Regions from separate parts of the Hordeum vulgare genome. Here all the other regions are linked to region 2. A link is a contact called in public Hi-C data. All regions are on one chromosome and are shown on one strand. Each heading gives the region's core, a stretch centred on a gene start, on an enhancer-like site or on the middle of the called end of the contact. The rest is flanking DNA. Distances are from core to core; before and after follow the strand shown. Region 1 holds the start of LOC123427783 (40S ribosomal protein S7). Region 2 holds the start of LOC123427740 (probable ubiquitin-conjugating enzyme E2 25). Region 3 holds the start of LOC123427773 (probable calcium-binding protein CML18).

Evidence for each region. A called contact is a pair of places that touch in the nucleus more often than the background predicts.
Region 1: a Hi-C map of leaf shows a contact between it and region 2, with 5 times the contacts expected there. The contact joins the promoter of LOC123427783 here to the promoter of LOC123427740 in region 2. A contact is called at or near these places in 2 of 6 Hi-C or Micro-C datasets (leaf and seedling).
Region 3: a Hi-C map of leaf shows a contact between it and region 2, with 5 times the contacts expected there. The contact joins the promoter of LOC123427773 here to the promoter of LOC123427740 in region 2. A contact is called at or near these places in 2 of 6 Hi-C or Micro-C datasets (both in leaf).

The regions. Positions count from the first base shown.
Region 1 is chr1H:158,574,626-158,578,465 of MorexV3_pseudomolecules_assembly, reverse strand. It overlaps LOC123427783 (40S ribosomal protein S7), which reads left to right and starts at 1,725. Exons shown (of 5, transcript XM_045111903.1): 1 at 1,725-1,859; 2 at 1,949-2,022; 3 at 2,127-2,250; 4 at 2,991-3,173; 5 at 3,322-3,607. The coding sequence starts at 1,785. The coding sequence ends at 3,444.
Region 2 is chr1H:157,858,486-157,862,118 of MorexV3_pseudomolecules_assembly, reverse strand. LOC123427740 (probable ubiquitin-conjugating enzyme E2 25) reads left to right here and starts at 1,371. Exons shown (of 7, transcript XM_045111869.1): 1 at 1,371-1,480; 2 at 1,571-1,664. The coding sequence starts at 1,467.
Region 3 is chr1H:158,524,952-158,528,377 of MorexV3_pseudomolecules_assembly, reverse strand. LOC123427773 (probable calcium-binding protein CML18) reads right to left here and starts at 1,413. Exons shown (of 1, transcript XM_045111892.1): 1 at 354-1,413. The coding sequence starts at 1,115. The coding sequence ends at 597.

The DNA of each region.
Region 1 (3,840 bases), core at 476-2,975, 720 kb before region 2:
ATCGCATCTTGGGCATTACACATTGCTTGCAAGGCTTCTGTGTGATGTTGTATTACCGAGTGGGCCCCGAGATACCTCTTCGTCACACGGAGTGACAAATCCCAGTCTTGATCCATACTAACTCAATGGACAACTTCGGAGATACCTGTAGAGCACCTTTATAGTCAGCAGTTACGTTGCGACGTTTGATGCACACAAGGTATTCCTCCAGTGCGAGTGAGTTATATGATCTCATGGTCATAGGAATAAATACTTGACACGCAGAAAACAATAGCAATAAAACGACACGATCAATATGCTACGTTCATAGTTTGGGTCTAGTCCATCACATGATTCTCCTAATGATGTGATCTAGTTATCAAGTGACAACACTTGCATATAGTCAGAAAACCTTGACTATCATTGATCAACTGGCTAGCCAACTAGAGGCTTGCTAGGGACATTGTTTTGTCTATGTATCCACACATGTATCTATTTTTCATTCAATACAATTATAGCATGGATAATACACGATTATCTTTTACCAGGAAATATAATAATAACTATTTATCATTGCCTCTAGGGAATATTTCCAACAAATGCAACTACCCAATGAATCACACGGCGACAACGGAATAAAAGGGAATCTTCTGGAGCGTCGGTCTCGGGCTGTCACAAAAGCGCAGCCGCGGAGCGTTCTCCGGACCGAGCTGAGGGCGTTTGGTGGCACGACGTTTCTTGCGGTATTCGACTTTCGTCCATTCATTGCAATGGCCTGAAGGGAAGGGGCTCAGGCACGGGGAAGAGCGAACCACAATGGGTTTTAGCCTTTACTGCCCGAAAGAGGGATCCCTAGCAGTATCCGGGGTGGAGAAGGCGGCCGCGGTCTTGGAGCACTCCCCCCGGAGCAGGATTCGCAGCGGGAGCTTGGGGTTGCCGTTGACGAGCCAGGGTGAGGCTGAGAGTTCAACAGATCTGATGGACCGCTGGACCTGGCGAGATCACGGACCGAGGCCGGTTGCCCCCACTCCTTGTTGTCTACTGAGGTGGACCGCGCAGATTCGAAGCATGCGGGGCGGGAGCGCCCCATGAGGTGTGGAGAGGTGGCGTCCCTACCCGGGCGGGCATCGCCGGGGTGTGGTGGCCGTCGTGGTCGAGGTGGCCAGCGACTCTATCGTGGGAGGGGAGGGAGGTAGCTTGTAGGGACTAATGGTCAATTGCTTGATGAAGTAAAAGGCTTGATCAGTTCTTTCGTAGATTGTAGGGTTGTTTGGGTGCGACGTTGTGCAAACAAAGTTGCACATGTCTTAGTTAGGGAAGGTTGCTTGAAATTCTTATGTAAAACTTGGATCCATGTGTCTCCTGAGTGTGTTAGCTTGGAGATTGTATGAGACAAGACTTTAAACGTTGAATAAAGTGGCATAAAGTGGCAATGATTCTCATAAAAAAGGAAGAAGAAGCAGGTAGCACATGTACGTGCTTCTTTGATCCGCTGTTATGAATCTTTATATTGAATCTGTTAAAACCTTTTTGATAATCTGCTAATGGAACAGTGTGTGTTCGTCGGACTTTGACTTATGTTTATGGATGAATTTCCACAAACACGAGTCCGAAAAAACAAATCTTGATAAAGATCGATATTGGCCAATGCAACAGGCCTTTTGTGCCCAGCATGGCCCAGCCCACAAACATTTTGGGATCCCCTTAGACCTATAAAAACATATCCCACTACTCGCGGCCGCCTCTAAACCCTACCTCCGTGGCCGCCACACCTCGACCTCAGGCGAAGAAAGGGCGAAAGCACCATGTACACGGCGAGGAAGAAGATCCAGAAGGACAAGGGCCTCGAGCCCTCCGAGTTCGAGGACTCCGTCGCGCAGGTAGCTAGGAAGCCCTCTCGTCTGACGTCACTGCCCTTGCGTGTGGTCTCTGGGCTCCGTGTTTCACCACCGCCGTTTCGTCTTTGTAGGCTTTCTTCGACCTGGAGAATGGCAACCAGGAGCTCAAGAGCGACGTCAAAGACCTCTACATCAACGCCGCCTTGTAAGCCATCAGCCAGCCTTAACCTTGATTTTCGTTTCAGTTGAGCAGTCCAATTGGCAGTGAAGGCGATGATGGTTTCTGGTTTGTGCGGCCTCTTGTTGCAGCCAGATGGATGTTGCAGGGAACAGGAAGGCCGTGGTCATCCACGTCCCGTACAGGCTCCGCAAGTCCTTCAGGAAGATCCACGTCAGGCTCGTCAGGGAGCTCGAGAAGAAGTTCAGCGGCAAGGTTTGTGGAATGCCATTCACCTTGTTAGAATCCTTTCCTTTGAAGAACAGTCTGATCTAGTAATCATTATTTCACATAGGAGTCAGTTGGAGTAAGTTTGCTAGTCAGAAGGATTGCTTATGTGTTGTAGATTGCGTAGACAAGATGGTAATCCCCTATAGCCATAACAATTTACTGCCTTACCAGAGAGCATGTGTCTACGCTCCGCCTGAATCCTGTTCTGTTTTGCACTGCACTCTGCTACTACAAATACAATACGATACCTGTGTGTGTGCAATGTTCACCAGTATGCTACCTCGTCTACAACTAGGACGCTGTACGAATGGGCATGTGTTTTCGGTTTGGAAGAGATGTATTTACTCGAATGCTGTGGCCGTTATTTCTTATTGCCTTCTTTGTCAGGTGTCATTTACAATGTTTGGCATCTTCCATTCAATGTTATTTGTCTAATGAAGAATTTGTTTGTTAGTCTAAAAATACGCCGATGGAGAAATTTCTTAGTAGTCATGTCTTTTGCCTATTAAACATGCCAATACCCCCTAATTTTGTTTAGACAATTATTGTATTCATGTCACTTCCTGTAATTGCCAAAAATATGCCGATGGAGAAATTTCCTAGTAGTTGTATCTTTCACCTATGAAACATGCCCAAACCCCCCAATTAAGCTGAAGCAGAAGTTAGCCAAGTTCCTTTTTCTTCCATGCTTGCTGAATTGTGTAGTTGACTATGACTCAATGCAGGACGTTGTTATTGTTGCAACAAGGCGGATTGTGAGGCCACCCAAAAAAGGTTCTGCTGTTGTTCGCCCTCGTACAAGAACTTTGACTGCTGTTCATGATGGTCTTTTGGAGGATGTTGTTTACCCAGCTGAGATTGTGGGGAAACGTGTCAGATATCGTCTTGATGGCTCGAAAATCATCAAGGTAAGATTTGACCACTGCATTGCTGTAGCTAATTATTGTATAGAGAATTTCCAATTATTGTATAGAGAATTTCTGAATTGATCAGCACTGATCCTTTTGATCCAAACAATATTTTTGGTGCCCTGTTTATTTTACTGGTGGCCTGAAGATCTTCTTGGACCCAAAGGAACGCAACAACACAGAGTACAAGTTGGATACCTTCACTTCAGTGTACCGCAGGCTTTGTGGCAAGGATGTGGTATACGAGTACCCCGTTGCTGAAACTGCTTGAAGATCCTTCTTGATTTGCATATTGGCTGGCTCTCTTGTTCATGTATTGAATATGCAACCGCTTGCTTGAGCTCTTTGTTATTTGGATCATGTACTCAAAAAATCAAAATTATAGCTGTGATGCTGAACCTAAATATTTGCTAGTGAAAATTGTTGAATTTTAAGTTTCACCTTTTCGGTTATGTGGACGGAACACTTAGTCATCTTGAAAATTCAGGCCCCCAAAACTGTAGGGGCTGAACCCTTGAAATGTCCCAACATCAAACCTGGAAAGCTTGCTGTAGGCTTGGGATGACCCAAGCGAGCATGCCAAAGGTCCACACCAGTGATGAGGGTGACAGGAAGGGCAAAGGTGGTGGAGAGGACTGGGTAGAGGTCGTCAGAGCTATCACATCGA
Region 2 (3,633 bases), core at 122-2,621:
TTAATCCATTATTTTTGTCAATGTTGATGAATTTTTTCAAAATTGTTTGACTTTATTCAAATTTGATGAGTTATTATACAAATTTGGTGAACCTTTTCTCAAATCAGATGAACTTTTTTCAAATTCATTGATTGTTTTGTCGAAAATACATGAACATTTTTCAAATTCAATGAACCTTTTTTCAAACTTGATGAACTATTTTCAATTTTGATAATTTTTTTTAAAAATCAGTTTTTTTATTCCACTGAATATTTGTCAGGTTCGATGAACTTTTTCAAATTTGATAATCTTTTTTCAAATTTGATGAACTATTTTTAGATCCGATGAACTTTTTAAAAATCCATTAACTTTTCAAAACTTTTTCCATTATTTTAAAATTTGTGAACTTTTTCTAAATCTATGAACGTTTTTTGAAATCAGTTAACTTATTTGAAAATCGGGGAACATATTTTAAAATTCGTGAATTTTTTTCAAAATCAATGAACTGTTTTTGCTCAAATTCGATGAACTTTTACATTTTCATTTTTTTAAAAATTGATGAACTTTTTTAAAATCTGTTGAACTTTTTTTTATTCAAATTTGATTAACTTTTTTCTTCAAATTTGATGAACTTTTTTCTTCAAATTCGATATTTTTTATAAATTTTGTGAAGTTTTTTAAATTTGATGTTTTTTGACTAAATTTGTCAGTGTTTTGAAGTTTGTAAACGTCTTTTGGAAATTCATGAATATTTTTGAATTCATGATTTTTTTTTAATCCAACAGTTGACTGGTTAAAGGTTGATGGTTCAACCGTGACTGAAAAAGTAACAAATGAATCAGGGAGGTTACAGAGCGATCGAGCAGTGGAGCGAGCGAGCACCCGCGTTGGGCCGGCCCAAGTTCGAGGCGCTTAAAGCGCCACTATCCCGTACCGGCGCTGAAAGAGGGGACCTCCTATGCGCCGCTCGTTACGGCCAACGGCCGAGCGGATGCATAGGGGGTCGCCCGACTGGGCCGGCCCAGAAAAAAAAAGGAAAAAACCCGGTTCAAGAACCTTCTAGATGGCCCTTCGCACAGAGGGGCAACCTGAAAGCACGAGCAGCTCCCCTCGGTAGGCCTATCCTCATACCACTCTCTCACTGACCTCGGGCCCGAACCCGGACTCCGGCCTTGGCTTCCCCGCGCGTGGGTCGCTTTCTCGGTGGCCGTAGCCCGCCTCCCAGGCCCGGTAGTAGTCGTCGCCGCACGGAAACAAAAATAAAAAGGAAAAGGCCCCCTTCACGCGTGGGCCACCGGCGTGTGATCTCACTGCCGGCTGGTCCCGCAAGGAGCTCGCGTCATCGACGGTCGGTGGCGGCACACGACTAATGTTACTCTGCGTCCGCCCCTGCGCACCGCTACGCGCACAACGCCCTCGCCCTCGTCCGCGCACCCCCCACTCGGCCCCTCCCCCGCCACTTGCCGTGACACCCATTGGACCTCGCCATGGACGCCTCCGAGTGCGCCCCCCCCCCCCCCCCCCCTTCGAAGAATCAGCCGTCGATTGTGTTTCCAAGCAGTTTTTTGATCGGCTCCATGATCCATCCCAGGTACCCGCACATGCAAGGGGGCGCGTCGTCTTGCCGTGCCGCCGACGCCGCCGCCTGGGACGCCGTGCAGCAGCAGAAACGCCAGCGCTGCCAGGTACTAGTCGTAGCGCGACCTCGGCGTCTCCGCAAATTCCGTCCGTAACCTCCCTTCTTCTGGTTCGCTACCCGAGCGGTTTCCGTGCAATCCGATGTTGCGGCCGTTGCCTTGTTGCGGAGCGTGACACGAGGGTTTTGACCTACTTGGGTGTGATTGTATTTTTTAATAATTAAATAATAATTCAGTTTTTTCTTGTGGTTTAGGTTTGTGGATTTGGGGCGTGCTTTTGATTTTGAAGTGGAAAATATCTTAATAGCATATAAGGGTAGTAGGGTTTGCCGGACAATTTTGTATTTAGGTTTCTGGAGATTGATTGTGGTAGGATTGGGGTTTCCTGGGCACTTGAATTAACATTCTATGGGTTTACAGTAAAATGTTTTTTATTTACCGTTTTTTTTGTGGGTCTGTGGGCCTGTAGAGACTAGAAATAATATCTGGTGTTTCTTTGTAGTTTCGTTGTGTTCGTAGAATTGCGGTCTGTGCTTGTATATGTTGTTTGCCGAAGTTTTGATCTTGTAAATCTTGTTTACACACGGATGAGTACATAAATATACATGGTAATGAAAACTGCAAGGTATACATTCTAGCATATTCAATCGATGGCGTGTCTCTAGAATGTCCATGTATTGCTAATAAGCTTGAAACATTTGTTTGACCATGGAAGTGTCTGTGTGGCTAATCTAGCTACCTCGAGCATCTCACTCATATTTTATACTCCCTCCGTTCCTAAATATAAGACCTTTTAGACATTGCACTATGAACTACATAAGGATGTACATAGACATATTTTAGAATATAGATTCACTCATTTTGCCCCGTATGTAGTCTTCTAGTGAAATCTCTAAAAGGTCTTATATTTTGGAACGGAGGGAGTATAATCTTATGACTGTATCGCCATGATAGGTGTCTCTTAAATTCGTTATGCGTGAATTTTGATGCTCTAGTGGTAAGCTGGTAGGAGTTTGAGCAGTTGTACACATGAACTTTTAGCAGAGCATGCAGGTGTGTGAGCTATAGAGGTATGATTTTTTTGGGGGCCAGTGATCTAGCAACGCAAGACACTTGTGGCAGGCCACAACGTCTCATGTTGAACGTGAGGGCAATTCCCCTTGGGATATTCTAGTACCATTGTGGAAATGAGAAGGTTTTGGAGTATCATGGTTTCCGTAGCACTTTTTAGATTTATGTGTTAATTATTACTGAATAAATTTTCGCATGTTTGAACTTTGTGCCTCTCTGATTCACAGGATTTGCAAAATGTGGGAATAGAAAAACACAGGAATAGAGTGGCATGCCACTGTATTTGCCAAAGCACCTCTAAACGTAAGGATGCTTGTTTGTGCACAGGAAAAATGTAGGATTATTTCAAGGAGGTTGCAGTGGATGGAAAATTTCCTATGAAATCTAGTGCAAATAATCTAAGGAAAAAATCCTATGGTTTACAATCGTATGAATCAAATAACCCATAGAGGAAAAATTCCTAAGGATTAAAATCCTCCAAAATTCATTTGAGAATCCTTTGAATCAAAGAAGCCCTTCTTTGCCTGTTAAATTAATACTACAGCATGCTCGACATTTCTTAGTTTGATGTGGATGAAGGCATTGCTTGTGTTCTGCTAGCTGTTTGTCCGCCAGGGAGAGAAATTGAAAAGTTGTGATGATCTTGAGCTTTTGTACTTGTTTATTTATTTGTTGAACAAGTGATTTTTTATACCCTCTCTAACGGGCATTGCTTGTTTTGTGGACAAAACAGTAACTTAAAAATTACCAAATTAACTTTAGGTCGTATATTATTGCAAAGTCAATTTTATAGGATGTTTTAGTCTACAATAAATATGGACACTGTGGAGACAAGACAGGGACCCCCCACCCTCACCACCACCATTCCACTTATCCTAGTTTAAAAAATTGAGAGGTAACTGGTGGTTCAACAAGAAAAAAAATGCAGCCTGCTCAGCTCTGGTTC
Region 3 (3,426 bases), core at 164-2,663, 670 kb before region 2:
AAGAATCACAATATAGTTATTGTTTCTGCATGATTGTAGACGAAAAATAAAATGTTCATTCCTAAAGATTTTTCTAGAGAAACATAGAGTTCAAAACGAGTTATAATCCATTTCAAACAATCTAAGGACAAACTTCTTTATACAGCGAACATCATTAGTAGTTCTATTATTCCCTCCGTGACGGTTTAAAAGACGTGCATGAAAATTATTTTGAATCTAGGTGGTTATTGATTGGTTGTGAGATGGGCTAAAAAATAGCATTCACACTACGCATACATATAGAAGTAATACAACGAAGTACTATAAAAGTAATACAACGAAGTACTAATTAGCTGATAGAAGTAAATGCAATGTGTCATAAACCTTATTTTTATTATGGAAATGCACGTAAATTTAACTGTGTCTTCTAAACTGTGACGACGAAGGAGTAGCAGATTAGCTTTACATAATTATTAATCACTTCACCCGCATCATCATTAGTGCTCGCATTTAGCCTTCGAATTTGAGATTAATTAAAATTAAAGTAAGCATCATGAAGGAACTAAACCCTCAAGGACGCATGCAGCATAGTTTGCTCATGGCCCGGCCATACCGACCTAGCACCTACCTCCGCCGCCCATCATCTTCTTGAATTCCTCAAAGTTGACGCTGCCGTCTCCGTCGGCGTCGACGGATCGGATCATCCGCGAGCAGTCAGAAACAGAGCACTTGTCCCCGAGCTGGCGGAGCACGCGGTGAAGCTCCCGCGCGGAGATGAGCCCGTTGCGGTCGGCGTCGTACATCCGGAAGGCCTCCTTGAGCTCCGCCTCCGTGGCGTCCTCCTGCTCCTTGGCGTCCGCGCCGGCGCCGGCCTTGCAGGGGCCACAGTGGAAGGCGGCGAACTCGTGGAGGTCGACGAAGCCGTCCCTGTCGGCGTCCATTTCCTCCATCATGCTCTGCACCTCCCCTGGCCCCGGGGGCGCGCCCAGCGCGCACAGCACGGACGCCATCTCGTCCGCCGAGATCTTGCCGTCGCCGTTGGCGTCGTACCGCCGGAACACCTGCTCCAGCTCCGCCATCGGCATGCCCAACCCGGCGCAGATCTCCGGTTTCGCCGAGCCCACGCCGTTCGCCATGTGATATGATTTCTCTCTCTCTCTCTCTCTCTCTCTGGCTCGCTTCAATTCTTTCCTTGGCCGGGTTGGCTGCTATGCGCAATTCTTCGCCTCCGGTTCTGCCTTTTTATCCACGCAACGTGCGGCAGGACTACGCGTACGTAGATTCTTGGCAGAAATATCACGTAATTTCACAGAAGCGTGGGGTCTACGCGCATCGGGCACACATGTAAATTGGGTCCAACAACGACAGGTGCCGGAAACGCGGTGCGGCGCGTAGGTACGACGGCGAAGCCCTCGTGAAAGGGTCGTCTCGAGAAAGGAAGCAAAAAATCACAAGCCCGTGCAGCGGAGGCGTTTGCTTGCGGGGCCAGGAAGCTTGCTGCGGTGGGACCACAGCATCGGGGGGAGTAAGTGAGGGCCGGGAAGGGAAGAAATGCGTGGCCGAGTTGTGGAAGACTGTGAGGGGAAATAGGAGTACGAATCCGCCGGCCGTACCGTGTTTGGAAGGTTGCGTTTATTGGTGGGCGTTGCCAATGAGAGAGGGAGATTGATTGATGGCATCACGCGGCCTCGCAACCGCGTAGGGATCTCCTCACTGCTGTGGAACAGGAAACGCCGAGGGTGGTTCCACTCTGCTCAGGACAGATAGGCAAGTATGGATATGGTCACCATAAGAACAACCCGTTCCATTTCGTACGATCGCCGTTTGTTTGGATCTGCGCGGACAAAAGTAATGACTCAATGCGCCGACCAATTTCTGGCTAATTTAGGACTGAAATTCGTCGACGCGGACACGAAGCGGACGCACGTGCCCTCTCTTTGTCTGCATGTGGCCGGCCTGGCCTACTTGTCATACAGCCACCCACCCAACTCTATGTGCTTATTTAATTCGCTAGCCCACTTCCACCAACCTCTCTCCTATTATTATAATACTACAATGCTGCTGCCCACTTGCTTTTCGTTGGGTGCATGTGCCGATCCATTTTATAAAACGAACACGGACAGGCCGGCGAACGACCCAAACAGATAAAAAGCGGACAAAGCGCGCGTCCGTTTGGGTCGCCTTGTTGGAGTTGACCTAATTAATTTTCCTACACGTTCAGCTATCAAATATAATTTTTCTATAAATAATTATCTACAACCTACCTTTAATTTCACCCAACAGTCATGGACGCGCTCGGTCAGTACGGGACATGTTCATTTCGAACCCTATTTGTCCGTCCACACAATCATATTTTCCATTTTCTTTTTAGTATGTCTGATCACTTATATGTGATTGGTGAAGATAAAAAGAAAGAAATAAAAATATAAATAAAGAAGGAAAAATGGTTCGATGTGGGATCACGTCCTACATGACGGACTGACCGGACGCGTCCGCGAGTCCTTATATCCTTCCTATATTTGACATGGATATAAGGGTTCGCGAACAACCTGAACTTATAAGAGGTTGCTGGATAAAGAAGAGAAAAAGGGAGAAGGATGCTGCCATGGGCAACAAAGAGAAAAGGAGGGATTTACCCCTCAATCATGGGGCTATGGTTGTGTGGGGACCCCGACTTATGAGTCGAGATCGTCGAATGAACGTGCTCAGTGATCCCAAAGATCAATGCTCATGGAACACACATAAATTGAATAACAAGAGTCTTACATCCATACATACCGTCTCGTACAAATATTGACCCTGCGGTCAAGTCTTACATAGATAGGGCCTTGGAGGCCAATACAACAAACTTGACCAATATCGGAAATATTGGTCGAAAGCATGAACCCATGCCATCAGCCTTAACCTACAGGCATTCTGACTGGAAAGCGTCCTAGCTCGCAGGAACGTCACCATGGTACTCTTCACCATCTCTTGTTCTCTCTTACTTGGTCAATGAAATAAACAGTGGCAAGCCAATGACTACTTTGAATGTACTCGCAAGCAACCCATGATGCAGATTATGTAATTGAGTGCGATATGAAGTATAATGCAGCCTTTGCGGAAAGCAGGTTTTCATTAATGCAAAAAACATGGCCAAGTGTTTAGATGGTCATGCATCACTAGGTAATGGTAACCATAAAAACAGGTTACAGATATCAACATAAATATTCCAAGGGTTGAACACCTCATGTTCACCCTCCATGTCAAGTCACCAGACATGGCCTAAGTATTCCTTTCTCGTGTAACACCTTTATACACACGCACACTTGGTTTATGCGGAAACCACTAGACGTAGTTTAAGAAGCACCACCCAACTATCCTTGACCATGGACACGGCTATTCGAATAGTTTTACACTCTACAGAGGTTGCGCGCGGTACCCACGAGATCCAGGAAACTTTCGTGT